6 separate regions of the Mus musculus genome follow, and regions 2, 3, 4, 5 and 6 are each linked to region 1. A link is a contact called in public Hi-C, HiChIP or PLAC-seq and promoter capture Hi-C data. All regions are on one chromosome and are shown on one strand. The core of a region is the stretch at or near the end of the contact, and the rest is flanking DNA. Distances in the headings are between cores, read along the strand shown. Region 1 holds the start of Fan1 (FANCD2/FANCI-associated nuclease 1). Region 2 holds the start of Nsmce3 (NSE3 homolog, SMC5-SMC6 complex component). Region 3 overlaps Gm32633 (predicted gene, 32633). Region 4 overlaps Gm32633 (predicted gene, 32633). Region 5 overlaps Apba2 (amyloid beta (A4) precursor protein-binding, family A, member 2). Region 6 has its middle 8.2 kb from the start of Gm20670.

Region 1 (5,007 bases), core at 1,425-3,924:
ATTAATGATGCAAAACAGCCTGAGAAGATAAAGAAGAAAAAACAGGACATTTCTGTTCATAAATTAAAGCTGTAATATATTTAAATATAATGTATAAATCTGTAAGTTTCTGTCATCGTTATGTTTTATAATAAAATTCCTGAGCCCTCTCTTAGTTTGTTTCCTGTTGTTTTAATAAAGACCATCACCAAAGTCTCTTGTACAGGAACGGGCTTATTTCATCTTACAGTTTACAGTCCATCACTGAGGGACTCGGAGGCAGGAACTGAATCAAAGACCATGGAGAAACAGTTTACGGGCTTGTTCTCTCTGGCTTTCCCATCTTTCACATACAACACAGCACTATTTCCTAAGGGGTTGTACCGCCCATAGTGGGCCAGGCTTTGCCTTTGTCGGTCATTGGTCCAGGAAATGTCTCACAGACTTCCCTACAGGAGTCTTTAGAGGCATTTTCTTAACTGAGGTCTTTTTTTCCCCTCAAGTTGACAAAAAATAACCCTTATTTGCTTGATGGGAACTGTTTGAGACTTCATGGTGCTGTGGCAAACTTAATTGGAATGCCTTTCTGGGACCAGAGGTGGCGCATACCCATAATGTCGCCACTCTGAAGATGGAGGCTGGAGGATAAGAAATTCAGGATTTTCCTTAGCTCCATAGTGAGTTAGACACCAGCTTGGATCACACTAGACCCTAGAAGAACAAAAACCAAATAATAGAAAGCGTGTGGGTTTTTGTGGTTGTGAAACAGGCCTGAGCTTCCACACCCTCTCCCTGCACTGGTGCTCTCCACTTTCTCACCGTGTTTCCTGCTATGAGAAGCACCCAGAGCCTGCCGCTTTGCTCATAACCAGCTGTCTGTGTACATAGTGCTTTGACTTCTTGATTTTCTTCTCCCACTACTGTGTCTTCTTTCACAAAACAGCACCTTCATGTGTGTGGCTTACACCTTCCCCTGTAGTTTTGGTTTCTTTAAAAATCCAGTTAGGTTATATGAATATGTTTTTGTTTTAATCCCAGGTGTGGGATACGGGGCTGCTTCAGATTATATACAGCTGTGAAATATTACTGTCTTCTGTTGGGGTTAGGGGGATTTTACCAGTTGCAGATAGTTTACTTCTGGGACTCTGGAGAGGGTCTAAATGCCAGAGCCCGGAGAGAGCCTGTGGTAGCTGCTGCTCCCCATGCTCCTGCCTCTGCTGCTGTTGCATCTGCTATTGCTGAATTGCTGGTTTGCTGGACTGCTGGATACTCTGATGAAGAAGGATGGACGACCCTCAGCAACAGAAAGTAGCCTATAGAAGTCTATGCCTCCTTTCCCCTCTAATATTCTTTCCTACCTAGCGTTAGGGAGGTGGAAGGGAGAAGGGTGGAATAAGAGATGGAACTGAGGTAAAGATATGAGAACCTAATGATGTAATACAACAAATACGCCAACATTTTCCCCTTTGTCCATTACGTTTTCTTCTTTCTTCAGTCCCATTTGCTCCGGCCCAAAGATGTATTTACTGTTACATGTAAGTACACTGTAGCTGTCTGCAGACACCCCCAGAAGAGGGCGTCAGATCTCCTAACAGATGGTTGTGAGCCACCATGTGGTTGCTGGGATTTGAACTCAGGACCTTCAGAAGAGCAGTCAGTGCTCTTAACCGCTGAGCCATCTCTTCAGTCCCAGCCATTATATTTTAACACATGAGTTTGGGGGCCATTCTCTGACTATGGCCCCACTAATAGGACATTTAAAAATCTCCCCAAGTTGGTGTTTGTTTCTGAGACAGAGTCACACTATGCAGCCACAAGAAGCCTTGTAGACCAGGCTGCCCTCCATCTCAGATCCGCCTGCTCCTGCCTCCCAAGTGCTGGCATTAAAGGTGTGTATCACCACGCCCAAAAACATCCTAAATTTTATTCAAAATAGGATTTATCTTTTTCCTCTGAATAAATACTTTTGAGTAATTATCTCATCTCCCCACACTTTAAGGTGTTAGTTTTAGCAGTGATTTAACTATTACATAGTTTGTATTTTTGTGGAAATTTTAACAATTTGCTATACCAGGCTCTTGTATGTGCACATAGTTAGGAACTACATTTTAAGTCTAATCGGACTAGTTTTACCTTTAAAGTATATTAATCATGACCATTTCCTGTCATTATTGACCTGATTTATTTGGTTTTTCTATTTATTTTCTCTCTGTTCATCTAACTTTCTCTGGTCCTTCTTTCATGTCAAGTCAAACTAATCATAAAATATTTATCATGATTAGCGTATCATAGCGTTTCATTAATTTTTAGTTGTGTTAGGAATGCTGGGTGAGATGACGGCATGGCTTTAATCCCAGGACTCTGGAGGCACAGGCAGGATGATCTCTGAGTTAGAGGTGATCCTGGTCTACAGAGTGAGTCTGTAGGTCTACAGAGAAACCTTTACTCAAAAAACAAAACAAAAAGGGATTACCACCACAACGGTTAATGTTCTGCTACCTTAGTGTAAAGCTCTTGAGGTAGTAGAGTACAATCATGTCACAGTTTCCTCAGTCTACACACTCCATTTCTCTTTTGGTCCGCCTTCTGCTCGATCACTCTGTCCTCCACTAGCTGAGCCTTGGAGCGAAGACGCGGGGATCGGCTGGGGATGCCTGTAGCGCCTTGCTCTGGCTGGTCCGGGCTGCGCAGAGCGACTGCCCGCCTTGTGGCCCTTTGAGAGCGACTCAGCCTGTTCCGCTGCAGTGAGTTCAGGGGAGTCTGAGCGAGTCAGCGTCCTCTTTTTAAGACAAACGGTTCTTAGAAAGGCCCTGAAAGTAAGTGCAGCTTGGTCCTTCCGAAGCGAGGGACACAGAGCATGCGCGGAGCTGCAGGTCCGCTCCGATCTGTATCCACTTCAGGGTTCTCGTTCCAGAAGTTGCCATTCTACGTTTCAGTTGTCGGCCGACCCCGTAAATGTATAAAAATATTTTTAACTCATGTATTTTATTTTGTAGGAAGAAGTTGAACGAATAACGACATCAAATGCTATTTCACTTTGTATTAGTTCACGGCGAGAGTAAAAGTAACCCTTTAGGGTCCTTCACCTGGGGTGGCCGCTGTATTAACTGATGAGGAGGTAGCAGGGACCCTTTTTTTTTGTTGTTGTTTTTACTAATTCAAGCCAAGTGAATGAAAGTAAAACATTTCGGTCCTTACCTGAGATGACCTGATTTTCTTCTTGGGTCGCCCACTTTCTCTAATAGTCATGCCGTCACAAAGGAAATCACCTGATCAAAAAAGACCCCGTAGAAGCTTATCTACCAGCAAAACTGCAAAAAGCCAGTGTCATTCGATTACTTCGTATTTTAACAGTGCACCACCTGCTAAACTTGCATGTTCAACTTGTCATAAAATGGTGCCCAGGTATGACCTCATTCGGCACCTTGATGAGTCTTGTGCTAACAACGGTGTTGGTGATGACGTTCAAGTAGAGCCTGCTCAGGCTGGATTAATGAGTCCAACTGTGCCTACATCAGATTTACCCAGTGGTCCTTTAGAGAATGTGACACCTCAGAAATTATCACCACCAAAGAGAAGTTTAATTTCTGTCCAATGTGGTTCAAAACTGGGCATACAACAGCAGACCAGTCCCTACTTTAAAGATGCCTTAGTGTCCAAAGATCAAAATGAGCTTCCAAATCAGAGTGTAGAAATTATGCCTTTGGGAAGTCTGACATCGAAATTGTCCAGACGATACTTAAACGCTAAAAAATCACTCGCTAAGAATGAGGGACTAGCCAGTCAGTGCCCACAGACTTCTCCGTCCACACCTGGCACCAGCCTGACTGATAACTGTCCAGAGATGGAAGACAAAGATGAGGTTTTGAACAGTTCCCAAAAGGAAAACATTTATTCATGTGCACCTCTAAAAGAAGAGAATGCTTCAGAACAGAAGGTAAAGAACAATAAAATAACGGGAGATGAAAGCCAGAAAGCTTCCTGCGGGGAGCCAGCCCTCACCCCTGCATCTGCAGAGCATGCTTCCATATTACTGTCCTCAGATTCAACTCTCGTCAGTAACACGAAATCCTCTCCGGGAGACACTCTTGTAAAGCAAGAAAGTGCCAGAAGGGCAGATGTAGGGCTTGCTGAGCCGCTCGAGGTGCGCAGTCACAAAGAAGTACAAATGACTTTCGATGCTGCGGCCAAAACGCTGGTGTCTGGGGAGGCAGAATCAAATGGTCCTACCGATGTTGACATGTCTGACATGACTACGTGGAGTAACAACCAAGAGCTTGTCAGGGAAGCTGGCAGTGTCTTACACTGCCCTCTGGAGCAGGGGTCCAGCTGCGGTGGCCCCAGTGAGACAGCTCAACTGGCACTGAGTCACCCGTACTACCTGCGGAGCTTCCTGGTGGTGCTGCAGGCCCTCCTTGGGAACGAAGAGGACATGAAGCTCTTCGATGAGCAGGAGAAGGCGATTATCACCAGGTTTTACCAGTTGTCAGGTACCTTCGGCCTGTTGGCTTTCAGAGCTTCCTCGTCTGGTTTGTGTGCCATGGGAGGGCCAGTAAGTAGTCTGATGACCACCACGAGGAGTCACTGTGGGAGTACTGCGGGCTGGCTCTCTGTGTCAAGGAGAGGCCCATTTAAAACCAGTTCTTGTGCCTGGTGATATCTGCTGTGCAAACAGTACTTCAGTTACTATGGCAGTAGCTTTCTTTGACCTACCTTTCTTTCTTTCTTTCTTTCTTTCTTTCTTTCTTTCTTTCTTTCCCTTTCTTTCCCTTTCTTTTCTTTTCTTTTCTTTTCTTTTCTTTTGTTCTTTCGTTCTTTTGTTCTGACAGGGTTTCTCTGTGTAGCCCTGCCTGTCCTAGAACTCACTCTGTAGACCAGGCTGGCCTCCTGACCTCAAACTCAGAGATCCCTCTGCCTCCCAAGTGCTGGGTTTAAAGACATGGGCTACCGGCTGGCTAGTGTGTATATGTGTATATTTCTAATAATATATATTTGCCTCATATCTAGAAGTAAATGGAATCTGTATGT
Region 2 (5,007 bases), core at 1,744-4,243, 500 kb before region 1:
ACCACCACTTCCCCGCAGTCTTCTTTGAAACTTGGTTTTGTTATTTTAAAAAAGGGACTGTGTCTCCTTCCACTTGGACTAAAGGTGTATACATTTATTTAATTAATCTGTCTCCTGGGCTGTGGGCATAGCACAATAGTAGCACATTTGCCCAATGTATGAGAGGCCCCAGATTTGACCCCCAGGACTGCAAAAACCAAACTAAATTTTAAAACTGCCTCATGAATTTAATTCTGCAGCCCGACCAGGACCCTAAGAAAGTCAACCCCTAAACAGAAACTAACAGTACCTAAGCACCCTGCCAGCCCCTGTGCTAGGTCCTTAGCAAACAAATCCCAGCTAATTCTTTGAATTCGGAATTCCTTGGTTTCAGATTGTTGGTCTGGAAGCTGAAATTTGGAGTGTGGGTAGCTTTTCCAGAATTGTAGTCTAGATTCCCTGAGGCCAAAGTTATATTCTTCAGGGTCACCTTGTCTACGTTCTACCTATCTGTTTCTCCATGAATGAAAGTAATAGACCAACAGGCCCCACAGGGTTGGTGTGAGGCTGAAGAGGCAGTGTTTGCAGTTACCTTTGCAAAGGCATTGACTCTTGCCTTTGCCACCTTCCGTGTTAGGACTTCATAGTTTCCATTGTCGGTTGGAAGTAGGATGCAGGGTCTGGGTGACCTTCTCATTGCAACTTCTAACCTCCATTTTAATAACATCATTCTGTGCCTGTGTTTTCTCGTCTGCATCCTGGATGGCATGGAGAAAGGTGTTTTGAGATTTAAAACTGTATCCTTCTTCCTGTGTTTTGAGTCATGATCATCTGCTGTCTGTGTGGGGGGTGCTGCTAAAAGATGCTGTGGTTTCTAGTCTTGGGTGCTAGCCTAGCTTCTGGAGTCGCATGGTTCTCTGTGAAGAAATTAACACAGAAAATACTGAAACGCAGCCTGATGGCTGACAGCAGCTCTCATCTTATTTTCCTTTTCTCTCTTATCTCTTGGCTGCTGAAATTGTTTGGCTCAAGGCACAACTGATCCTTCTGGAGGGACCTTTTTGCAGATTTTTTAGATCGCAGGAGGCTTTGATGAACTTAAATACAGAATTCAGTATGCAGGGAAACTGAAGCAGATGAATGGAAGAGTGTCATGATGCTGTGTTTTATTTAGTTGGTCTCGGTCCATTTTGTGTTGCTGTAAAATAATGCACAGAGTGAGTAAACTGGAAATAGGAGAATTGTCCTCCACTCGTGACTCTGAAGGGTGGGAGGACTAGGGGCCAGGTACCACATCTGTGGAGCATCACTGTGTCGTGAGAGGTTTAGAGAGTACAATGGCAAAATTGATTTAATCTTAACTCATTACAGAGAACATGGCATTCATTCACTCATGAGGACAAAGCCCTCTTCAGTGGGGGGATTACATTTCCAACATGCAAGCTTTAAAGGACACATTCAAACTGTTGCAGCCTCTGCCATTGCGACCAACCTTTGATGATGTCTTCGTAGACCCTGTATGGAATAGAAAGTTACTGCTCAAAGCTCACTAGATTTCAGAACACTTGAATCACAACATGGGGTGGGATTTTATATTAGCATTGCAGGTCCCATTATCAGAGTGCATTTTCATATTGAATTATAAACAAAAATTTTATGCTGCTTACATTTAATGAAATTTTAATAAGGCCATGTTTTGGTGTTATTATTCAAATAATGTGATCTGAATTGCTTTCCTCTGAATATATTTGCATTAAGGAGGAAATCAATTTGAGTTCGTTCTCTGAATAGTTTACCTATTTTCTTGGTAGCTTTAAAAAAGAGAGAGGAAAACTCAGTTCCGTTGTCAGTAAATGGAGAAGAAACCCATTTGCTGAGATCCACAGCAGTAATAGCAACAGACTGCTGATGGTTTGAGTTAATGAAATGACTCATTTTGTCTATTAGAGTTGCACAATTTAAACCATCTACAAGCCACACACACCACAAATTATAAAGGATGATAGCTCTTCTCTTTCTTATTGAGATTTTAAAGCTTATATATTAAGAGAGAGAATTAAGAAATTCACATTATTGCTACTCCCAATCATTGGTAACCTAAATTAAATGGTAATCTCTGGAGAGAGCAAGTGCCTCTGGGGTTAGCATTCCTCTAACATGTTTCTGCTAAAATTGTGGATGTGGGTCCGCGGCAGTTTTCCCAAACATGTCTTCCAAAAGGTCAGTCCACATTACCAAACTAAGTCACGTTATTGGCAGTGCTTACGTGGTTTCTCATGGTCATCTAACTGAAATTCAATGAAGAGAATGTGAACCTGAAAATTGCAGAAGTCTTGCTTTTAAGAATAACTTCCCTTACAGACTCAAGGGATTGTACAGAAATTAACTGGCCAGGTGGGAATGAACTCTGCCAAGGACAGATACCGGGACAGGGTCCCCTAGTCTGTCATGTCCCGCATTTGGTGCACAAGTCAACACTTTTTTTTATTTGGGGGGGGGGGGGGGTTCGAAACAGGTTTTTTCTGTGTAGCCCTAGCTGCACCGGAACTCACTCTGTAGACCAGGCTGGCCTCGAACCCAGAGACCTGCCTGCCGCTGCCTCCCAAGTGCTGGGAGTAAAGGCGTGCGCCACCACTGCCCGGTAACTCTTTTTTTTTTTTTCTTGACTTTCCAGATCTTTTCCTCCTCTCCCTTTATTTTCCCACCCGCACACATTTATCCTTTGTGTTCCATAGACAAACTTTGTAGCTTAAAAACTAACCAAAAACTATTAGACGTGTCTAAACAGGTGTGCCCTAGAACTCAACCGCACACTTGCCGAGAAGTTTTGGTTCTTGTTTTCTATTTATATGAGCTCATAAACACCATTCAATTCTCATTAAAACTGGGGATAAAGCCCAGGAGGAGCTGCTGCCAGCGCCGAGGCCCTCCGCATGCGCAGTAGCTATGAAGAGTCCCCGCCCCCGCAGGCTGGCTCCCAGTCGTATCGCTCCGCCTCCCGGACGCAGCGCGCCGGCGACGTGACGTCACGCGCGCGCCGCAGCTTCTCTCCCAGCCTCTGGGGCGCGCTCGCTCGGCGGAGTCTTCTGGCGGTTGCTGCTCCCGATCGCGGCCTGCTCTCCGCCGACCGGGGACATGTTGCAGAAGCCGAGGGGCCGCGGTCGGCCCAGCACGCAGGCTGACCCGGAGCGGGACTGGGGAGGCGCTGGCGAGGAAGGACCCAGCACGTCCCGCGCCGCGGGCGGCTCCTCCCAGGGCTCCCGCGCTTCCCTGTCGGCCCCGACCGTGGGGCCGCGCACTCAGAAGCAGCTGGAGCTGAAGGTGGCCGAGCTGGTGCAGTTCCTGCTGATCAAGGACCAGAAGAAGATCCCGATCAAGCGGACGGACATCCTGAAGCACGTGGTGGGCGACTACCGGGACGTGTACCCCAACCTTCTGAAGCTGGCCGCCGAGCGCCTGCAATACGTGTTCGGGTACAAGCTGGTGGAGCTGGAGCCCAAGAGCCACAGCTACATCCTCATCAACATGCTGGAGCCGGTGGAGGCGGATGCGGAGATGAGGGGCGATCAGGGTACCCCCATCTCGGGCCTGCTTATGATAGTCCTGGGGCTTATCTTCATGAAAGGCAACACCATCACCGAGACTGAGGTCTGGGACTTCCTGCGACGGCTCGGAGTGTACCCCACTAAGAAACACTTAATTTTTGGCGACCCAAAGAAACTCATTACCGAAGACTTTGTGCGGCAGCGCTACTTGGAGTACCGGAGGATACCCCACACCGATCCTGTGGACTATGAATTACAGTGGGGCCCGCGAACCAACCTGGAAACCAGCAAGATGAAAGTTCTTAAGTTTGTGGCCAAAGTCCATAACCAGGACCCCAAAGACTGGCCCACACAATACTGCGAGGCTTTGGCAGATGAGGAGAGTAGGGCTAGACCTGCAACTGCTAGTGCCCCAGCCACATCCTCTTGAACTCTTTGAGTTATGGTCTGAGGGACTCTGGAGATCCAGTATAAAAGAACAGGGGGAATGGGGGTCGGAGGAAGCTTGATTCTGCTACGCATAAAGGCCTTGGAGCGTTAGGATGTGTTGCAGGGTTTTTTGTTTGATTTTTTTATTATTATTATTATGGTTTGGAGCTTTAAATTTTCATTTAATTGTCTTTTTGTTTATAAAGAGTTTTCTAACTTTCTAAACCTAAATGAAATTGTATGATGCCAAACATATTCAAGAAGGAACACTTTGGTAAATTGCTTTGATGTTCTAGACGATAAAGAAACAGGGTAGCTATTATCTTAATGACTAGTTCCTGGGGAAAAATAAAAGTCTTTTTAAAATTGAAAATAAAATTGTTTTAGCTTCTTGTCAACACAGCTTTAAATATACATATTCTGTTGGGTGTGAGCACTTGTGGTCCCACGAAATCTATGTGATGTGTTTTCTAGCATTTTTATATTCATAATCATAATTCTGTTGTCCTATGGGTTCTACTTAAGATTCTTTTCTAGTATAACAAATACTATACTTTTGAGTCAGTTCACCATTATTATTATTATTGTTTCCCTGTTAGAAATTGCGGCTAAAAAGGAAATGTCATGATTCCAGACTTTTTTTTTTTTTCCATGATAAGCTAAGTCAATGGTGTTGCAGAAGTGTGTGAATGTGTATTAGAGCAAGTTGTAAAAATCGTTAGGTCTCCGGTTTATAAAACAGTGTCGTGTCGTATCGATTAACCAGGCCTGATTGGGAACCACACTGCCCAAGTGCAGATCCTGTTCCACCAGAAGAATTTAGCTTGTGTATCTGTAGAATCAAGTGTGCCCTTAAGGTGAATAAATAGGAAACGAGATAAAGCTGAGCAAAGCCCTGGTGTGGAAGAATAGTTCTTTAGAAGAACTCAGGGTGATGTCTGGTGCGGACAGACCAGTGTGAACAAGGCTACCACAAGATGAGGGGCACTTTATGTTGCTATAGGTGAGTCAGGAAACAAGTTCACAGATTCCTTGGAGTTCTTCATAGTATCTG
Region 3 (5,007 bases), core at 1,275-3,774, 380 kb after region 1:
GCTTGGGATCATTGAGGTTTCTGGCCTTGGGGACTGAGCAGGTCGCAGTTCTCAGTCTGGCCAGGGTGCAGACTTTCATTGCTAGACTACCCAGCACATATCCTATAAGACAATCTAATACATTTCCTTTGTTTTATATGCTCACTCAGTTCTGTTCCCCTACATAACCCTGACTGTCACAGAATTCATGGGATAAGAAGGGGATTCCCACGAACCTAGGGGACAGAATCCAAGCATCCGTAGTCGGTCAACATTCAGAAGTACAGCTAGCCGGGTTGAGAACTCCAGTTGAGAGGGGGATTAGCTCAAATGGTAGAGCGCTCGCTTAGCATGTGAGAGGTAGCAGGATTGATGCCCGCATCCTCCAGTTCCCTTTCCCAGCACTCGGGAGGCAGAGGCAGGCAGATTTCTGATTTCGAGGCCAGCCTGGTCTACAAAGTGAGTTCCAGGACAGCCAGGGCTATACAGAGAAACCCTGTCTCAAAAAAACAAAAACAAACAAACAAACAAACAAACAAAAGAAACTCCAGTTGTTTTCTTGGGTTTTTCTGTTGTTGCTGTTTTTGTTGTTGTTGTCGGTGGTGGTGGTGTTTTTTTTTTTTAATTTACTTATTTTTAGTATGTGTATATGTATGGGTATGTACACATAGGTACACATATGGAGAGCAGAAGAGGGAGTTGGATTCCCTGGAGCTGGAATCACACGTGTCTGTAAGTCATCCTACATAGGTGCTGGGCCATGAACTCAGGTCCTCTGGGAGAGCAGTACACAAAGTACATCTTAACTGCAAAGAGGTGGATCTCTCCAGCCTGCAAAGTCCTGTTCTTAATTCTTGGTTATTCTATGGCTTGAGCGTGACCTCTAAATAATCAGGCGTAGGAACGTTAGTTCCTCTGTGCTGTGGGGCGGGGAATGGATCACCAAGGCAGATGTCTCAGAAGAATGTATTAGCTATAGTGGAGGCTAGACCTCTCTGTCTTGTGCACGCATACTTTCTCTATCTTTCAGCTTCTACCTGCCTAGGAAGCGGCAGGTAGCCATCTCCAGCTGTGGCCATATGACCTTGAACTTTCCAGCCTTGGAGACTGTGAACCTAAAATAATCAGTCTTCTTTCTTTACTTTGTCTCGTGTATCAGACAGTCCTTAGAAAATGGACTCATGGCTTGGCCAAGGTTGAGAGCCACACTGACAATTTGTTGCAGAGGCTGAAGATGAAAATCAGACAGTGGACCGCTGACTAAGGTGGACCATGAGCCAAGCCAGTATTTAACTCCAGCCACAAGGCTATGGGACAAAAGTAAACAAGAAGGTTCTAGAAGAAGGGCTAGAGCCACAGGATTGGACATGCACCTCCTACCCTGCCTGTGAGGAACTATTCCTTCTATCTAGATTTGGCATTTGCAGTGGTCAAGAGATAAAAGACAAACTACACTAAACTATGGGGAAAATCTCTAGACACCCTGACCAACCTCCTCCTGGCTCTCTTCATCTTTGCCAGCTGTGAGAAGTAGAGACCTATAGTCCACATCTCTGATTCCCCAGGCTAGTGTCTGGCACGGATCTACAAATACCAGCACGTTGACCTCCTGGGTTGCAAAGCTTGATTAGGAGGCCCAAATGTAATCCAGGTTGGCTGGGAACAAAGGAACATGGGGCACTCCCTGGGTGGCCTGGCCTTCCAGGGAGGCTCTAGGTGGCCCAAGTTTTCAATCCCAGCTCCAGCCTTCTTGGCTTTGGTTTCAAAGACCACCAGTGCAAAGTGAAATGGATACTATCACCGTGTATGGCCACGGTCTGAAACGTGAAATGGCATATGGTCCTGGCGGGGATCAGGGAGTGGTAGGCATAGCCTCAAAGCCTGCGTCAGCGACGCCTTTCCCGAACCCAGTGGGTGTGTGTTGCAGGAACAGTGGGCTTTCCAATGCAGGAAGCAGCAGGGCAGTGGGTTTTCTCCACTCTGTGGCAGGTTGATCCATTTGGCAGAGGCCTGGCAGGCCCAGATGGTAAGAGGCCTGGAAGTCAGGGCTAAATTTGGACTTGGACAGAAAGGTAAATTTTCAGGAGGCCTCTGAAGAAGGCTGCTATTGGTGATTTAAAAAAAATAAATAAATAGCGCGCGCGCGCACACACACACACACACACACACACACACACGCACGCATGCGCGGGTGGGATTGCGGGGGGGGGGGGGGGGGGCAGATAGAGAATGAATTAGGGAAAGGGTAGCCTTGGCTCCAGAGCTGCCCTGGGAGGCAGGTGGATGTCACTGGGCTCCAGGCTTGGGCAGGCTAATCCCTTACATCATGTTCTCCAAGGCTCCTCCCTTCTTGGCCCTGACTGCCAACTCACAAGGGTGGTTTCCACAGAAGCCCCCCCACCCCACCCCTGAGCATCCAATATGGCCTGCCCCTGCAGGTACAGGAGCCTGGTGCCACCCGCACATGGGCCAGGTGGAGCTGCACCTTGGCCAGGAACCTGCGCAGGAGGAGCAGCTGGCCACCCTGCTCGGGGTGAGGAGAGGAAGCTATTTTGGGTTGAAACCCAGGCTGTGTGAATGCTGTCTACAAAGGAGCTTCTACCCACAGCCTGGGGAACACCATCTGCCCTGAAGAGCGGGCTGCACATGCCAACACGCGGACTTCAAACTCAAGCCCCTTGCAGCTCCATGGAGCCCTGTCTGGGCCCAACCACTCCAGCTTTTTCCTCAAGCCTGGCCTGGCCCTTGCTGTCATGAGGCCTGAGCAGCTGTAAAAGAGACACAGCCATTCCCTTTGTAGTCGGCTTCACCTCCCAAAACTGAAAGGGAGGGTGGGCAGTTTAATCTTATCTTGCCTTACAGAAATGGTAAGTGGGGTACTCAAGAGCAGCTGCTATGGGGTACAGGAGATAGACTACTCCCAGGACTGCCTCATGTAGCAGGGATACCAGGCCTGGTTCCCCATGGTCTTCTCTAATAGACACAATGGAGACCCTGCCATCTCTACACCGAGTCAGTTCAGACTGGCCCAGTCCTGAAGGCTTCTCGATGCTCCCCATGGCCCTGTGCTTGGATAACCAACGAAATGGGAATGATTAGGGTCCCTTGTTGGAAGCCTAGGCTCATCACTCACACACTCACCTTGGTGGTACATCTGCCCTAAATGCGCCTCTCCTTCAACCTGGATCCTCTGCCTGAGAACCGGCATGGGATGAGAGGGTTTGGGAAAAGGGTGCTTCTAGTCTCTTTGATGTCCATCCAGGGTATTAATTTTTGGAACTGGGTAGTACCCTAGCTGACTTCCCACGAGCCCACCTCTTTGGATGGTGGCCCCAGCTGTTATCCAGCTGGCCACTCACTGAGATAATTGTAGCCACCTTGCTTCTGACAATAAAGTGGCACCACCTGTCAACTACTCTATGGCCACCCTGTCACCCACAGCAGCTTTACTGTCATCCCTGGCCCTCAAAAGGCAGTCACACTGAGTTTCTCAACAATGCTTCCTCTTTGACACATTAGTAAATGCAGCAACCTGGGTTTGGACCTCACCTCTCCTCGCTTTTCTCCTCATGGTCCTGGCATTCCTCAGCGTGTAGTTTGGGCTGTCCCTTCCCAGCTACTCCAAGAGTCATCCTATAACACGGGAGCAATGTTGCCCCAGGTCCCTGCCTGAATAGGAAGTTCTGCCTCAGGGAAGGGCTGCCTATGGGGATGGTTCTAACCCATCCGCACTTCCATTCTTCCTGGGTCTGGGCACAGGCTATTGTTCTAGGTGGTGCCTGGACCTGTGAAATCTGCAGCCCGAAACTCCTCCCTCCCCTGTGACACCTGCTGCAAACCATGGAGGAAGCTGCGGATGGTAGGCACACAAAGTGAAGTCGGCCAGTTACAGAGGACATACCCAGATAGCTCTCTCTGCTCATCCAAAGTGTCCAGAGCCCTCAGTTTCATGGAGAGGTGGGGAAGATGGTTGTCTGGAGCTGGGAGGGAAGTTGGGAAGTTTGTTGCTTAACCAGGCAGAGTTTCCGTTTTGCAAGAGAAAAAGACTTCTGTGGTTTGGATGCTATGCTAGCTAGTTTTAGGTCACCTTGACACAGCTGATAGTCATCTGAGAGGAGGGAATCTCAAAGGAAGAAAATGCCCCCATAAGATCTGGCTTTAGGCAAGCCCATAGGACATTTTCTTAACTAGTGATCATTGGGTAAGGCCCAGCCTATTGTAAATGGGCTATTGGCTCTGGGTTCTATACAAAAGCAGGATGAGCAAGCCCTGAGGAACTAGCCAGTAAGCAGCATAGCTATATGGTCACTGTGTCAGCTCCAGATTCCAGGTTCCTGTCCTGTTGGACTTCCTGTCCTGACTTCCTCTGGTGATAAACAGTAATGTGAAAGTGTTGGTCATGGTGTTTCATCAGAGCACTAGTAACTGTAACCAGGACAGATGTGATGGTCACACAGCACTATAAGTCTGCTGACCACCTCTGGCCTATGCACTTAAAAGTGATTTATTTGTTTTACATTGTCTGTTTATTTTTAATTTCTCAAGACAGGGTTTCTCTGCATAACCCTGGCTGTCCTGGAACTTGTTCTATAGACCAAGTTGGCCTTGAACTCAGAGATCCACCTGCCTCTGCCTCCCAAGTGGTAGGATTAAAGGAGTGTGCTGACAGGCTTATATGTATTTTCTAACAATTAGCCATTAAACATGCTCACACATGCATGCATACACACACACACACACACACACACACACCCCAAAACAAACAAAACAACTTGCCTCCTACACTAGATTTTTCATTGCTGCTACAAATGCCTGAGATAAATATGTCAGAGGAGGAGAGACCCATTTGGGCTCCCAGATGAAGTTCTGGTCCATTGCTGTGGCCTTGTGGGGAGAGAGAATTTCACAGCTGTGCAAAGAGGGATCTGGGTAAAGGTTTAGCTACTGAGACCATATTCCCAATGGCCCACTTATTTCACGGAGGCTCTGCTGCTGGAAGTTTCCATCACCTGCCAGTAATGCCATTAA
Region 4 (5,007 bases), core at 779-3,278, 350 kb after region 1:
TAGCAGTGAAGTTGGGATATGGGGATCTAGAGAAACCAAACCCATTTTATGAGGTGGGAACCATATTCACAAGGAATGTATCCTACCCCTCCCTCTCCACACCCCCACTCTCCACGCCCCTCACTTACCACTCCCTCACTCCTATACTGATCTGGTATCATATTCCCCAAATGTGGACTCACTCCAGGCACTGTGGTCACTCCAACTGATCATTTGGCTCTGCACTTCCCGGCACCAGCAGCAGCAATGGAAATCAGCTGACTTATCCTACCCAGTAAATTTAAAAAAAAAAAAAAATCAAAATGTGTTGGTGTATGTATTGGTTTTCTAGAGCTCCCGTAACAAAATGCCACTTACTGGGCAGTGTAAATAACCGAAATTTACTTTCTTACAGTTCTAGGGAGTGGAAATTTGAGACCATGGTGTTGACAAGTCTGGCTCCTGGGAGGCCACTCTCCTTGGCCTGCAGACAGCTGCCCACTTGTTACCTGGTCACATGATCTGTCCTCTGTGCATGTGTTCTGCAGGTCTTTTCCCATGTGTCTAACCTTCCTTTGTCAGCCAGGTTTCTATTCCTGTGACAAATCTCTGCAATACATCGATATATACAGGGGGAAATATGTCATTGTGGCTCATTTGGGGAGGTGGTCAGCCAGCCCTTTGCTCTGGGCCTCTATCAGGACATCAAGGTGGAAGGGTGGGGCAAGTATCCCTTTTACCTCAGGGCCCACAGAAAGGAAGAAAAAAGGGGCGGGTCCCACTTCCTTTCAATGCCCCCAGAGAGTAAGTAACAGAACTCTTCCGAGGCCCCACCTCTTAAAGGTCCGCCAACTCTCAAAGGCACCACGTGGGTAGGAAGGACACCTTCCACACCAGGCCTCTGGGGGAAATTCAAGTTCATATTCAAGCTCAAGCATCCTCCCTTATGACACCTGTGGCCAGCCTGAATTAGGATCTGTCCACAACCTTTTACAGAGCCCATCTCTGTTGGGAGTGTTGAAACTAGAAAGTTGCAACAGGAAATGTGAGATTACATGGTTTGGACTCTCACTGTGTGGATCCTGGTTATCAACATGATTGGCTCTAGAGTTAACTAAGAGACAGACCTCTGGGCAGGTCTGTAAGATCTACCAGAAAGAGTCAACTGAGAGAAGGCTCTACCCCAAGTGGACAGTTCCTGTCAGCAGCAGTAACCCAGACAGAAAGAGGTCAGAGAAAGTCACCTGCCTGCTTGCCTTTGCACACACACACACACACACACACACACACACACACACACACACACACACACACCCTGTATGTAGATTATGCTGTCCTCAAACTCACAGAAAAGGCCTATCTCACCACTCCCAGATTGCCTTTGCTTCTGGCTAGTAAATGTGTCCTTCCTATTTTGCTGCTGACCTTGGAGCCCATCTTCCATGGACAGAACACCAGACTCTCCTGGATTCCTCAGACCTTTAGCACTAGATTAGATTGGGGCTGCTGAGGTAGCCAATTGGACTAATAAGCAGTAAATGTGTTTTCAGCCTTGGTAGCATGCAGACAGCCATTGCTGGGCTGTGTCTATCATATAAGCCAATCTAATCAATGGCTGCATAATACGTACTCACCCAATTGGGGCTCTGTGCCTATAGAGAATCCTAACCAACATGTGCTATGATGCTCTTTTGAGCCCCTTGTCTGAGGGACTAGCTGAGTAGTGCGGCCACACCCTCATTCCTTGCTTGGCACTGGGCGTCTGTCCACACCCCAGAGAGCAATCCCTGCCTCCATGACAGTCATTACTCCTTCTCTCCAACCCCCACACTTAGCTATAGTTGCTTGCAGTGTGATTTTGCTTTCAGTGGGATGTGAGGGGCGGAGACTCTTTAATGTGCTCTCCCTACAAACGTGTGTGTGCATTCTTTGGAGTGAAGGAGGCAGCAATCTCAGAGTGTGATTTCAGAGCCAGAAGAAGTAGGTCACACTGAAGTGGGGGCTCTGCTGCTCCCGGCTGGCAGTGCTGGCAATTGTAATGACAGTGCACAGGTTTGTGAGGTCATCGCCTGGGAATCCTGTCACAGCTGCCAGCTGGTACTGGAGATGGGGATATGAGAGCTCTCTCCTTGGGCTCCAGAGGCCTTTGCTCCCTATAAAGCAAAGCTCAGTGGGTGGAGGGGAGGGGCTCTGCCACAGTGCTGAGCTTGGGGTCTTCCTTGAAGGCATGTTCTGCTGAGGGAGTGGACAGACAGCACATGGGCAGAACACTGGAGACCGTGGATGTTGGTAGCTGCTTCTCTGCAGCCCCACCACCCTGCCACACCCTCCAAAAACCACCCAGTGTGAATGGAAGGTCTTTCAGGCAACACATGGCCGCCTCTTCTTCTTCTTTTTTTTTTTTTAAGATTTATTTATTATTTTATGTAAGTACACTGCAGCTGTCTTCAGACACACCAGAAGAGGGCATCAGATCTCATTACAGATGGTTGTAAGCCACGATGTGGTTGCTGGGCTGGGATTTGAACTCAAGACCTTTGGAAGAGCAGTCAGTGCTCTTAACCACTGAGCCATCTCTCCAACCCCTGGCCTCCTCTTCTATGAAGACCTCTCTTCCTCATCCCTCCCCTACTACCTCAGGGCAGCAAGGCGGTACTTTTGTGAACTCTTTTCCTATCCCATAGTGACCTTCCCGGGCCGCCGGAGGCACAAGCTGGCTACCTTAGACTGAGTGAGCTTCCGTAGCCTCTGCAGTGGCTGGTGGTGGTTGGTTGGTTGGTTTGTTTGTTTGTTTGTTTGTTTGTACCAGCTAAAAATTCAAACGCTTCTCCTTGAAGAAAATTGATTTGTAGAAAAACTAGGAAAATGTGGTGATCCAAAAAGCCACGGTGACCAAGGGAAGGCTCCATTTGGCTTCAGGGACAGTTTCCGCTGCTTGCTACTATCCCTGTTGGCCCTGCAGGCAACAGAAGCAGGCAATTGTGTTAATGCCCTGCAATGCTCAGGTAAGGACTGGAAAGAAGAAGCCCTGCTTTTCCCTCCCTTATATTCAATCCTAAAGGCCGAATCATAATGGCCATCCTTGATTTGAGACTCGGTGATGACACTCAGCAAATTCCAAGTTCTTCTCATGCTTGCTTCTGCCTGCCTCTCTTAGGACCCTCCCTTAGGAGCTTCAAATGTCCAGAAGAAGGTTGTTCATAGTGGAGAGAAGACCCTAGGGAGGGAGAAGCAGAGGGGGACACCTAGAAGCCCTGAATGTCTAAGCTGTCTCTGCACAGGAGCTAGATATGCGAAAAAATGCATCTGAGATTGCCAGGGCTCAGGCACCATCCAACTCTAACCAGGTCAGACCCCAAGTGAAAACAGCGTGGTTGATCCCTGTTGTCTCCCAGACCCTTGCTCACTGTGACAGATTCATTTTAATCATGCCACTCTGTCTGCAAGGCCGGTTCCACAGCAGTAGTTAACTCCACAGCAAGGATCCCACTCTGTCCTCCGATGTGGGAGATCAGGTCTGAATCCTCCATCTGACCAACTCACACTGAGGTCTGCAGAGATCTAGATGCGGGAAAGCACACACGGCTCCTCCCAGTCATCCATCCACCCAGCTGGTACAGAGGTATTCTGGGAATGTGGCCTGCATGCAAGGGCCTCTATCTGGAAAGGATGGGATGGGAGTGGGAGTCCCTGTCCTCCCATGGGAGGAGTAACTAAGAAATAGGTATGCCTGTCACACCCCTGATCCTATGTTGTCAGCTCTAAGCTGGTATCACATTGAGCTAATGTCATTTCCTGGATCTAAGTTGGTTCTGCTAGGGTCCAATAGCAAGCTAGCCTTTGAGCTTTGATCTTCTGTCCCCTGTTGGAAGGTTATACCTGGGCTATCTCCCAGACTGACAGAGACATGGTGTCAGAACCTTCTACCATGTTGCAGCCCTGCATAGAGGCTCTCCCTCTGATAGCTTGCACATGGACTAATATTGGTCAAGGCAGAAGAGTGCTTGACTTCATTCTGGAGTCATAGTTCAATCCTAGGAGTAGCTGGATTCTTCCTATGAATCCAAATGCTTAGTTATATTCACAGAAGGTTTCTTACCCAGTGAAAATAACTAAAGCTGAGGCAATTTTCTATGGAGTTGAAAGAGCTTTTGTGTGAAGGGGACAAATCCCTTCTTTCAGCCTGTTCTTCAATTTCAGTGACCACCAAGAGCCTCCTTAACACTCTTGCCTTCTCCAATAAACAGACGCCTCTGCACTTGCTGAGTTTACAGATCATCATTCACTGTGCCATATTGCTAGGAGGTAGGTAATGCTACACACAGGGAAACTGAGGCTCAGAGACATGGAATGGTATGGCTAGAATCCATTCCAGCGCCAGTGCCCTATGGTGGCATACAATAGCACAGAATGTCATTCCAGGTCATGTTAGAGAGACTGAACGAGAGAGGTTCACCTAAGATCAGGATCAACCAGCGGTTAGCTGAACCCAACCAAGACCTCTATTTCCCTGTGGTAGTTCTTAAGCAGGGTCACAAGTTCTTTGTAACTCATGTGGTCAATCTGTTCTCTGAGTTTGAGCTACATGGAGTGACTCACTTCCAGCAACAAGAATGCACAATATTGACAGTGTGGAATATCCATTACTAGTGTCTGAGATTCCCCCAGTGGATGCTCATGCAGGGTCTGTAAGTGCCCGGAAGACAGGGATCAGATCACAATGTCTTCTTTTATTCCCAGTACCATGTACTCTACCTGGGTACTCAACAGCTTCTTTCGTGAGGAATGGGAAAAACAAACAAACAAACCTTCAGAGGTGTTTCTCCAGAGATATTTGTGGATTTGATACATCACAGGTGACCAGGAGATGTTCGGCACCTGCCACCGTGGTGTCGTGGAAGCGGGGAACTCGGTCAAGATGTTCCTGGGAACCCTGTAATATCACCACCTGTATATGTTAAATAGTTTGGGACTAGAAAGCTGTTTCAGCCATTTAGAGTGATAACTGCAGTCCCAGAGGACCTGAGT
Region 5 (5,007 bases), core at 1,084-3,583, 350 kb before region 1:
TCCCATGTACTGGGCATCCTGACAAGTCAGCCAGCGGTGACCTTGGAGCCATTTCAAGGAATAGCAGGTGGGAGCCAGCCCATGGGGTGAAGCACGTGGGCAGGGACAGACTGTGAGCCATTCCCCAGTTCTGGCTCCAAGGAGAAAAAGAGGATTGCAAGTGTGCAGAGATATGAGACAGACAGATGGATACAGTGGGAGGGAGAGGGGGGTAGAGAATAGGCCTCAGATCTTGTGAGGACTATGGTACAGAGGGACAGACACCTGTTTCCACAGCCTCAGAAAGGCCACCCATCTGATGTGTCATTCTGGGGGGAGGGGTGTGTTACTCTTTTAAGTCCACATACCAGGGTAGCCACCCAGGTCAATGAAAAGCCAATCCATGAGAAGGAGCCCCTAAGTGTGGAAGGAATCGCTTCCAGGCTGGCTGGGAAGGCTCTAAGGCCTACTGTGCTCTCCTGTTCACACCAGCTTATTCCAGAGCAAGGCTCAGCTCTGTAGCAGCTCCTTCCTCCAAGAAGCCCCCTGAACACAGTGGCCTCAGCTACTAACAGATGGCGCTACCTGTAAATCCAGGCCTGAGACAGGCAGGACTGTCGTGGACAGGGACAAGTCACAGTGATACAGTGTGGTACTTTAGAATACAGTGAGTGACAAGGGTCAGTGGCTGCAGAAGGAGGAGAAGCCTTGGCAGAGGAGAAAAGATCAGGGCCTAGTGCAGGTCAGTCTCCAGCTCTGCCAAGGACACCCTAGTATTAGCCTGTATCCGGGTGGATGACTTCTAAGAAAAAAGGATAATAAATTAAAAATAAAACCTGGACAAACAGGAAGGGGCATTTTCTGTGGCACTGTTTGTGAACGCAAAATCCTGGGAGCTCCCCGGGCACAGCCATCCTACACTGGGGTCTGATGGAGCAGCCTGGAAGGTGACTAGAGCCATGCGGGACCTGAGTGAGTGGCTAGGACCGGTGTTTAGGAGAAAGGCGTGGTGGAGAGAGGAAACCTAAATTCTCTGCCTCTCACTGAAAGAGGGGAGAGAAGCTGACAATGATGGTACATGAAACATTAACCATTGCATAAACCAAGTATGTAAAGAAACATCGAATGACCCCCCCATAAGACCCTATATGAAACTTAAAAAGACTATGCTACTAACTATGTTAAATGTTATATATGGCTGTCTATATGGGGAAGGCTTCTACAGAGAAGGTAAGAGGGAAGCAGCCGGGACTGAACACCTTTATGCATGCCCTGTGTTGTGTGTTTATCTTAGACCCATGCAAGCACTTTGCAGAGTCATAGTCATACTGACAAAAGCTTGGTGTTTATTGAACTAGATTTTGTTTTTTTAAAAAAAGGAAAAATTTATTTATTTATTTATTTATTTATTTATTTAATGTATTCGAGTGCTCTACTTCCATGTAGACCTGCACTCTTGACAAGAGGGCGCTGGATCCCTTACAGATGGTTGTGAGCCACCATGTGGTTGCTGGGAATTGAACTCAGGACCTCTGGAAGAGCAGTCAGTGCTCTTAACCACTGAGCCATCTCTCCAGCCCCAAATGCTTGTTTCTAAGAATTCAAAAAAAGGGGGGGGGTAAATGAATCTGAATACTCATTTGTGACATAATCAAAAAACTAACTATGTCTCCCAAGCATTACAAAAAGCTGCCACGGGCACAGCATGGATCTAGGATAGGGTGTTATGGGAAGGGAGGAACTATAGGTCCCAGAGCCTCCCCGGGCATGGAGATGGTTCCTTCCCCCACTTGAGGCCATTTGGTGGTCCATTGCTGCTGGGCTGTGCTGGAAAGACAAGAATAAAAGCCAGGAACTCCTCACTGAGCCTCTGGGCTGCATCCTTGGCAACATCGATACTGCTGTCTCTGGAACTGGAGCGTGAGTAGCAGAGTTAAGACAAAAGCATAACCCCAATCCCATTGAGAATTGGAACCTGGGACAAAGGAACAAGAAAGCTCAAGTGCAAGGACTCCGAAGCCCCAGGAAAAATGTCCCTGTGAATCATTATGCAGTGCAACTTTGAAAATATAGCATACTAGTTATTGTTTATTGAGTATAATTGCATAAAAATTACCCCCGAATTTAGTGGCTTAAAACATCAAACACTTATTATCTTGGGACTCCAGCTATGGCTCAGCTGGGGCCTCTGGCTCAGAATCTCCATGGAGGCTGTAGTCAAGGTAATTGTGAAGCCTGTTACGATCTTAGGGCTGAACAAGAAAAACCAATTCCAACTTCCCTGCCAGGGCTGTTGGCAGAGACTTAGGTCCCTTGCCTGCTGGCCTCTCTGGAGGGCAGCTGAGGACCATAGCACAGCAGCTTGGCTCCCTTACAGAACAAGCAAGAGGGAGAGAAGCACAAACTGCTCTGTCTATAACCTAATCTTGGAAGCAACATCCTATTCAACTCTTTTACCAGCTCATGGTCAGGGTGAGGGGTATGCATGGCAGTAAGTATCAGGAATTGGGGTTGCTGTGAGCTTTGTGCCACATACCACATGTGACTACTTCCTAAGCTCTGCAGCAAGGAGCCTCAACCTCACCCAGATTTTAGTCTCTAAGCAGTACTTCACCTTGTTCCACGATAAAATAAATAATTGACTTCACTCCCAGGACAAAATAAATAAATTATGTCAGACTATTGGAACACACTAAGGCTGCCACGAGAAGACTTAGGAACTAACCTCCAAAGGCCAGTTGATTAGAGGTATGGAGGCATCTATAAGCAAGATGTCTTCAGGGCCACTTCATCAGGCTGTGACCCAAGGATGCCCAGTGATAGTCCCTAAGCCCACTGTTTATACTTTTACAGGTTGGTGGGGAAACCCACTCTATTAAACATTGCTAAAGTGAAGGATTCAAGACTTTGCCAGCTTTTCTTGTGTGCACTATAATCAGGATAACCAAATGCCTGACATGGAGAAGTTTGTCCATATAGAAGTTCACAGAACCAACAGCCAGGAAAGGATGCTATCACAGTAACCAGTAAATGGATCTAGACAATGATCATTGATTGTCACTAAAATCATCAAAAGAGAGATAACCAGGTTCTGTGAGCTTCCTAATAAAAGATGATATTTATGAAGTTCTACCCACACAATCAGACTGATTATGACTGCTCCATATCTAAACCCTGACCATTTTCCTGGGCATAGACAGAGGACCATGCAGACAATGCCATCGGGAAGCAACCATACTAGCCTAGGGTGCAAAAAGTGCCATCAGGTGAACGATGCAGATTTATACTGTGTGTCAACAAGACTGCTATGAAAAAGAAACCAGTCATGGCCAGCTTTAATTTTCAGCATGATGCGTCCTCTGAACCAGCCTCCCTGGAGGAACTGTCTAGATCAGATGTGGGCATGTCTGTGGGGGCTTGTCTTGATTGCTAATCGAAGGAGCAGAACACAGCTCATTATGGGCGGCACTTTCCCTAACACTGATGCTGGGTTATATAAGAAAGCTGGGTAAACACATAGTCTTTGAGCAAGCCAACAAGCAGCAGTCCCTCCATGGCTTCTGATTCAAGCTCCTGCTCAAGTCCCTGCTCTGACTTCCCTCAGTGATGAACCATCACCGGCAAATGTAAATCAAATACACCTTGTCTCTCCAAAGTTGGCTTTGGTCATAGTGTTTTCCTCACAGCTACAGAAAGAAAATTAGAGGGGAAAAAGATTAGTGCAGGATCTATAAGAGATAGAAGAGGATTATAAAATCTATCAACCAGGCTCAGTAGGGAAGCTTGTTTAGATTTCTATTCAGAGGGACACCATGCATGGGCAAAAGCAAACACTAGCTGGCACCAATGACACAGAAAAGATTGCTAGCTTTATTTTAGTTGTGGCAATGGCATTGAAGTTATTTTTAGTAGAGTTCCTATATTTTAAAGATACATAATTGAAATACTTAAAGGAAAAATGGAATTGCTTTAGAGATCAGAGGAGAAAGCAGATAGAGGCTAAGCACCACAAGTCGTAAAGAGGTGGTGACTGTGAGTCTGACGCCGGCGACCGTGTAGGGTGAGGGGGGTGGTTCTGTTGCTAATTTCTCTATGTATGAAAATTTTATGATAAAGAAAAAGGATGGGTCTCTCAAAAGGGTGGTGCTTTATCTTTAATAGTGGCATTTCCCACTATTATGCAACACTGTTCCTTATTTTCTACCCAATTCATTGAGACAAGAAGAAAAAGAGACAGGAAACAGAAAAGGAGGATGGAAAACATTCTAATTTGCAGATGGTAAGATTCTATGCCAGGAAGAAGCCAAGAAAACAAATAAGAATGTATTTTGGGCTGAAAGAAAAAAAAAAGAAATCTAAGAAAATTGACTGAACCAATGGTTTAGAATTTAATATAAAAAATCAATAACTTTCTTTGTACTTACAAACAAGTCAGAAAAATGGAATGAAGCAAAAGATAACATTTATCAAAACAATATGTGGGATAAAATACCAAAGAATAAACAAAGGGGATATGTGTCAGAGTTTATGAACAAGCTTTAAAGATAAACCTGTTTGACCTCATGGGGCCAGAAAGCCTCTTTGGGCTGGGAGATGGATATCTATCTGTAGAACTGTTGCTCTCCTTCTAACTAGATAAATTTAATGCACACCAAATAAAGATGTCAAGAGAAATGCGTGTGTGTGTAACTAAACAAGCTGATCCTATCTATCTATCTATCTATCTATCTATCTATCTATATGGGTGGGGGTGTACACATACACAAACACACAGACACACACAGCCATACAAAGTCTCCAGGGAAGGTCTGAAAAATGGGGACAGGAACATACTATACCATGCTGTAAAATGCACATAAATCCTATGTGTAAAGCAGCCTCAGTTGGAACCTAGTGAGCCATCCCTGCATAGACTCAGAGCCAGAAACACAGCAAAGGCAGGGCTCTCCGCCAGTGATGTTCTGCCACAGCTAGTCAACTGCTTGGGTGCATGGTGCTCCATATGTAACTAACCTCTGTTTGTATCCA
Region 6 (5,007 bases), core at 1,433-3,932, 330 kb after region 1:
ATATACAGGAATGCACACACATACATGTGCACACATGATTCAAAGAATAAAGGAGTGGAGGGGAAGGAAAGGAGAATGAGCTTTCAATCCATTGACAGATAAAAACAAGACACAGAAAAGCAAAGTAAAATGTCCAGAGGAGCACAGCTAGGTCCAAGCAGACCTTGTTACTGGCTCTCCCTTACCAACAATCACACAGAAGAGGAAGCGATAGACTATTGCGTCTTGCTTGAGAAAAAAACCTGTAGCTGGTCTAAGGCAACAGGGGCAACAGGAAATGGCAAGACTGTCGATGACAAATGATTTTCACCTATTATTTGGGGGAAAACATGTCCTGCCATGCATGTGCATTGTATTTCATAAGACAGACAAAGATGCCTCCCTTCCACACCCTGTTCTTCTGCTGCTTGGCACCAACAGCTTGTTCTGTTTTCAAATGTGTGTAATACCTATGACAGAGATAACCAGGGCCACAGTACTGTGTGCCAGGACAGCAATACTAAAAATTCATCTTCAGGTCCAAATATATTGAAGTTGTCTCTTTCCCACACATTCAAAATGAGCAAGGCTTTCATTATGCATCAAATGGGGAAATTAAGCAGGGCAATTATCTGTCTATTGCCCCAGGATAGCTTGGGCACTGTTTAATCAGACGTTGCTATGGGAGGCTGCAGACAGCTCCTGACCATAAACAGACATTAAAGAGAGTTACTTCATAAAAAATAAAAATAAAATAAAATTTAAAAAGTCTTCTAAGTCTTTATACCCAGTGTTGGTTTCCCTGAGAACTTCTGAACCTTAGAACTCGGCTGGAGTTTAGGGAGAGGAAGGAAGATTCTAGAAGGTGATAAGTAGACTAAAAAGCCAAATACAACAAAGTTAAACTAAATTGCTATCTTTCTCATAACTGAATTGGCAGGGCCCCTGCCTTGCTTTTCTTGGGAGTAGTGTTCAAGAGGCCCACAGGGCTCTGTATTTATGTTTGATGACTGGTCTGAAATCCTAGAGCCTTGCAGCCAGCTGGCAGAGCCTGGTGCGGCCCGTGTGTCGCCAAGGGCAGAATCAGCAGTACTGGCCACAGTTCAACCCAGAGGTGAAGAATCCTGGGTGGGCGGAGACAGGGCCCAAGCTCTCCCTCCTCAAAGGCCTGCTGGATCAGAAACAAAGAGTTCTGATTTTCTATGGGTCACGCTCAAAAGCCATATAACTTTGTCCTATTTGCCATTTTCTTAAGGAGAAAAAAAAAATTCATGATCATGGGGTCAGTGGGTGGATTTAATAGGGAGATTGAGAGTTCTAGACTTAGTGTGGGGGGGGTGGGGTGTCAATATTTCTTCCATTCTGTAGCACCTAGGCTTAGCCGACCTAGGTACCCCTGAGAATGGCAGGTAAGGACCCTTCCTCTCTCCCTCAACAGGGAGAGGCATGAAGAGACAGGATAGCTCCCTCATCAGCAGTTCTGTCTGGCTGTAGGCTACTGCTCAGCAGAGCTGAGCCTGTCACTTCCCCAGAGCCTCTTCAGCCCCAGACACTTTTCACCCATCTCCTCTCTCTACCCTCTTCCTGTCCCGCTTCCCTGTCCTACCCCTTGGGGTATTTCACTGACTGAACACACAGGAGGACAGCTCACAAACTAACAGCAGTCCTGGGAGACAACTAGTGCTTGCCAAACAATGGGGCCACACTGGCAACCAACCTAGATACAGACGAGGGGGGGTTGGGATAGTAAGAGGACAGAAGCGGTTGCCTGTGTCATAGCGCTAAATGGAGCTGAATACACAAAAGGGTGTATGTGTACCACGGTGCAGTAAACATAGACTTCATATTTGACCAGGAAATAACTTCTCAAACCTGGCAGTCCTGGAGGGAGACTGGGCCAAGCCCAAGCCCCTCAAGATCTCCCTTTTCAGAGAGACTTAGTCCAAGCAAAGCGTTGTCTAAGGCCAGCATCCCACTATCAGCAACAGGAACTGTGGCAAGCTAGCTAACAAGGCCTCCAGATTACGTGAGGGAACCAGGGGGGCAGGGAAATTTTCAGTGAAAGCCTTTCTTATCTCTTTCTACAGAGGCCCAGGGCAGGAGAGTTCAGGGTGCCTGGAACACTGTCCGACATCGTGAGATACTAAGGACAAGTTGAATAGTTACTAGGGCTAGCCCAGACCCCTAGTCCTTAGGTTTGGGGGCCATTTCTTGCTCTAAGCTATTCTGCAGAGGCAGGCATCTCAGGACTGCTAGGGCAAAACGCAGTCACGCTTGCCTTAGGAATGGCCACAGCCAGAGTGGCTAGGGTAAGAGCCATCTAGACATTTAGAGATCTGTCCCTGGGGATGGGTGATGGAGCACCCTGTAACCTACCCGCCCCGCCCCAGGAAACTGGCTTAGGGTGCTGAAACATGTGGCTGACACCAGGGGCAGGGAGGAAGATGGCACCTTGAATGAGAGCTGACCAGAGGAAGCCGTTTAGAACAACAGGCAGGCAGAAGACAGGGGTCACTAGGGCGTCTTGCACACCCATCTCCCCAACAGTCCCCAGAACAGTGTAGTCAGACAAGCGACAACTCCGAGATTAATCTGGGAGCCTGTGGCCTGGGTCAGGGACGGTAGGCGGCAGTCACCGGTGTCCTGAAGTCTCGCAGCAGCCGCTCAAGCCCCCATTCCCGCGGTGGACAGGCAGCCCCGCCCACCCATGTCACGTGCCATCTCCAGTTGCACCGGAGACACCAGCAGACAGAAGCCCTGTCCTCCAGCCCCAGCCATGTCGCTGCCTGTGCTGACCCATTTTCTCTCCCACCACCCCAGCCAGAGCCCAGAATACACGCAGCCTCCCAGCAGAGTGGGTGCCACCCGCTCTCCCTACCCCCACGCCCCTCGCATGAGAGGTTTGGGGAAGTGGGTGAAGGGAGGCTGAGGGAAGAGGGGTGGAGGGAAGACAGAGAAGGCAGGAGAGGAGGAGGAAGGAGGGGGAGGCCACTCCAGTGCCTGCTGCCAGCTAAGGAGGAAACCTTGAAACTCAAAAGTGCACACCAGCCCCAGGCTAAGGATTCCAGAACTCCAACTCCACGCTCCTGCCCTAGAGGCTCCAGACTCGGTCTTCCCCTTTCTGTAACACTCATCTCCCTAGCTAGTCTTCCTCAGGCTTGGATATTTTTGAACAAGACCATTTCTTCATTGCCTATAAACTTGGGGAACTGAGGGTCCGTGGTGCAAGAAGGAAGAAGGTGACTGAAACTGATGTCAGCCTGGCGCTGGGAAACACGGGTCCTGTGGCCTCTTTCTCTGTCCTCAGAGGACACTCAAAGGCCAGTTGAAGTGGCCTAGCTGCCTAACATCACACCTGAGAATGTCTTCTGTCTGGCTCAGGTGCTCAATGCGTGTTAATGGCTTGCTGGAGAACATTCACAAACTGTCCCTCACAAAAGGACATTCACCAAGTACAGGGATGCATGCTAACACACTCTTCACAGAAACTGGAGCAGAATGTTCTAGAGCTGAGGCTGATTAAGTATTTACCAAAGGCCAAGCCATGGTCTGGGTCTGGGCACACCTCAGTTTAACCTCACACATAGCTCATAAAGGTTCATTACTGTCCTCCGAATTTTTCAAAGGAGGAGCCTGAGCCATTGCAAGAGTGGACTGCACGCCTGGCTCACACAAGCAAGACAGCCAGGATTGGAGTCTGTCTGGCTTCAAACAGTAAGATAAAGACTAGGCCTTTCCAGTGCCTATGTTACATGAATTGTTTTCTCACTGAGAGTACTGTTTGCTGCCACCTTTCTAAGACACCTAAGGAAGAAGTGGTAGCCTTGCACAACTGAAGCTTTTACAGGACAGTGGGGGGAGTCCTGCAGCCAGCCTGCTCCTTATGTGACCCTGTCCACAAGCCTAGACCCAAGGTTCCCCTCAGGTCAGGGATACAGAAGAGTCAAGGGCAGAGACCCACACTGACCTTGGAAACCAGCTAGGTGACCTTAGGGCTGAGACATGCCTACCCCCAGAAGATCTAGATGTCACAATTGGAAACAGAACAAAGTATGGTCTGAGGGTGACTTTGTCCAGCTGTGGTATCAAGTCTGGTGGCAGTCTGATAGTGGGTAGGTAGTGACTCCATACTGCCTAGGACCCTGTGGGAGGGCTAAAGAATCAAGATTTCTTTATTATCCTCAAACATTCCATCTCCGATTGTGATTTTGATCATCAAGCATGGCTCAGTAGCTCAAGGACTTGCTGAGCAAGCCTAATGACCTGAGTTCAATCCCTGAAAGTCACTGTAGAAATAATGAAAGATTCAACTCCACAAAGTTATCCTCTGACCTTCACGTGTATAACATGATATGTGCACTGCATACACTCTAGTTCTCGAACACACACACACACACACACACACACACACACAGATCATGCACATGCAATAGTCAGTAAAATGTATAAAAACAAAGAAGAAAGAGAATTCTTTATCTTTTAAAGAAGATGCATCTTGAATAACAGTAAAGTCGTACCCCAATAAAACCCCTGTAAATTGAAAACAGTTTTAAAATAAAATGACTTTAACTCACCTAACCAGTGTGATGTTTTAATTGTCAACTTAATGAATCTAGAATCACAAAGGAGACACACCTCTGGGCTTATCCATGAGGAAGTTTCTGGATTTATAGAGTTATAGAGTTTATAGAGGAAGGAAGACCCACCTTAACTGTGGGCAGCACATTCTTGAGCTGGGGTCCTGACAGAATCCTGCTGAAATGTCGAGGTATGGCTTTGACTGAATGAGTGTCACTTTGGCATCATGATAAAGTTGGAAAACTGTTAAGTCCAACCACCATTAAGTTGGGACTGTGTGTGCATATGTGTAGGCGTATGACCTGAGAAAAAAACCTTGTTAGTTCTAACCTCTCTGCTGCCAGGTTTCTTTGATACAAGAATAGGACCTTACCATGACCCCCCCCCAAAAAAACTGGAGGCTGGTAATTTTTTTTTTCCATGTGAGCAGCCATTTCTGACTTTGGCATG

The links. Promoter capture Hi-C pulls out the DNA fragments that hold promoters and counts their contacts. Hi-C and Micro-C count contacts between places; a contact is called where the count stands out from the background. HiChIP or PLAC-seq counts read pairs in DNA pulled down with a chosen protein or histone mark. Capture Hi-C pulls out chosen DNA fragments and counts their contacts.
Region 2: a promoter capture Hi-C map of pancreatic islet shows a contact between it and region 1. The contact joins the promoter of Nsmce3 here to the promoter of Fan1 in region 1. A contact is called at or near these places in 12 of 39 promoter capture datasets (the 3T3-L1 cell line, the C10 cell line, the HPC-7 cell line and 8 more), 4 of 484 Hi-C or Micro-C datasets (B cells, the G1E-ER4 cell line, erythroblasts and 1 more), 6 of 115 datasets of contacts at active chromatin or transcription factors (bone marrow-derived dendritic cells, bone marrow-derived macrophages, effector CD8 T cells and 2 more) and 3 of 9 other capture datasets (adipose tissue, liver and pancreatic islet).
Region 3: a promoter capture Hi-C map of hematopoietic stem and progenitor cells shows a contact between it and region 1, with 2.5 times the contacts expected there. The contact joins the enhancer-like site here to the promoter of Fan1 in region 1. A contact is called at or near these places in 5 of 39 promoter capture datasets (the C10 cell line, hematopoietic stem and progenitor cells, neutrophils and 1 more), 2 of 115 datasets of contacts at active chromatin or transcription factors (bone marrow-derived macrophages and embryonic stem cells) and 3 of 9 other capture datasets (adipose tissue, embryonic stem cells and liver).
Region 4: a promoter capture Hi-C map of pre-B cells shows a contact between it and region 1, with 2.1 times the contacts expected there. The contact joins the enhancer-like site here to the promoter of Fan1 in region 1. A contact is called at or near these places in 7 of 39 promoter capture datasets (the 3T3-L1 cell line, the C10 cell line, the HPC-7 cell line and 2 more), 1 of 15 datasets of contacts at CTCF or cohesin (large pre-B cells), 4 of 115 datasets of contacts at active chromatin or transcription factors (bone marrow-derived macrophages, embryonic stem cells and large pre-B cells) and 2 of 9 other capture datasets (adipose tissue and embryonic stem cells).
Region 5: an H3K4me3 HiChIP or PLAC-seq map of forebrain shows a contact between it and region 1, with 4 times the contacts expected there. The contact joins the enhancer-like site here to the promoter of Fan1 in region 1. A contact is called at or near these places in 3 of 39 promoter capture datasets (the HPC-7 cell line, cranial neural crest and maxillary cranial neural crest), 6 of 484 Hi-C or Micro-C datasets (the AtT-20 cell line, embryonic limb bud, embryonic somatosensory cortex and 3 more), 17 of 115 datasets of contacts at active chromatin or transcription factors (T-cell acute lymphoblastic leukemia, astrocytes, bone marrow-derived macrophages and 11 more) and 3 of 9 other capture datasets (adipose tissue, embryonic stem cells and pancreatic islet).
Region 6: a Hi-C map of erythroblasts shows a contact between it and region 1, with 2.1 times the contacts expected there. The contact joins the enhancer-like site here to the promoter of Fan1 in region 1. A contact is called at or near these places in 11 of 39 promoter capture datasets (the 3T3-L1 cell line, the C10 cell line, the HPC-7 cell line and 6 more), 6 of 484 Hi-C or Micro-C datasets (B cells, ECoMG-derived neutrophils, embryonic stem cells and 2 more), 9 of 115 datasets of contacts at active chromatin or transcription factors (the NIH/3T3 cell line, T-cell acute lymphoblastic leukemia, effector CD8 T cells and 2 more) and 2 of 9 other capture datasets (adipose tissue and liver).

The regions. Positions count from the first base shown.
Region 1 is chr7:64,371,723-64,376,729 of GRCm38.p6, reverse strand. Fan1 (FANCD2/FANCI-associated nuclease 1) reads left to right here and starts at 2,674. Exons shown (of 14, transcript NM_177893.4): 1 at 2,674-2,795; 2 at 2,976-4,469. The coding sequence starts at 3,227. Mphosph10 (M-phase phosphoprotein 10 (U3 small nucleolar ribonucleoprotein)) reads left to right here. Exons shown (of 11, transcript NM_026483.2): 11 at 1-189. The coding sequence ends at 75.
Region 2 is chr7:64,871,026-64,876,032 of GRCm38.p6, reverse strand. It overlaps Nsmce3 (NSE3 homolog, SMC5-SMC6 complex component), which reads left to right and starts at 2,993. Exons shown (of 1, transcript NM_023239.5): 1 at 2,993-4,351. The coding sequence starts at 3,115. The coding sequence ends at 3,954. The region is part of intron 2 of Fam189a1 (family with sequence similarity 189, member A1); the gene reads left to right.
Region 3 is chr7:63,989,273-63,994,279 of GRCm38.p6, reverse strand. The region is part of intron 1 of Gm32633 (predicted gene, 32633); the gene reads right to left. Among named protein-coding and RNA genes, the nearest start is that of Gm32633, 4.9 kb to the right of the region's middle. Within about 2 kb of position 2,524, at least 62 of the 459 cell types and tissues checked have an H3K27ac peak or open chromatin away from gene starts, as enhancers often do. A contact at or near this core is called in hematopoietic stem and progenitor cells and neutrophils, where this site is marked.
Region 4 is chr7:64,018,737-64,023,743 of GRCm38.p6, reverse strand. Gm32633 (predicted gene, 32633) reads right to left here. Exons shown (of 6, transcript NR_169109.1): 5 at 4,788-4,912; 6 at 2,335-2,935. Among named protein-coding and RNA genes, the nearest start is that of Gm32633, 34 kb to the right of the region's middle. Within about 2 kb of position 2,028, at least 67 of the 459 cell types and tissues checked have an H3K27ac peak or open chromatin away from gene starts, as enhancers often do.
Region 5 is chr7:64,723,422-64,728,428 of GRCm38.p6, reverse strand. The region is part of intron 6 of Apba2 (amyloid beta (A4) precursor protein-binding, family A, member 2); the gene reads right to left. Among named protein-coding and RNA genes, the nearest start is that of Nsmce3, 150 kb to the left of the region's middle. Within about 2 kb of position 2,333, at least 33 of the 459 cell types and tissues checked have an H3K27ac peak or open chromatin away from gene starts, as enhancers often do. A contact at or near this core is called in astrocytes and forebrain, where this site is marked.
Region 6 is chr7:64,046,461-64,051,467 of GRCm38.p6, reverse strand. No RefSeq gene overlaps it. Among named protein-coding and RNA genes, the nearest start is that of Gm20670, 8.2 kb to the left of the region's middle. Within about 2 kb of position 2,682, at least 268 of the 459 cell types and tissues checked have an H3K27ac peak or open chromatin away from gene starts, as enhancers often do. A contact at or near this core is called in B cells, ECoMG-derived neutrophils, the HPC-7 cell line and 6 more, where this site is marked.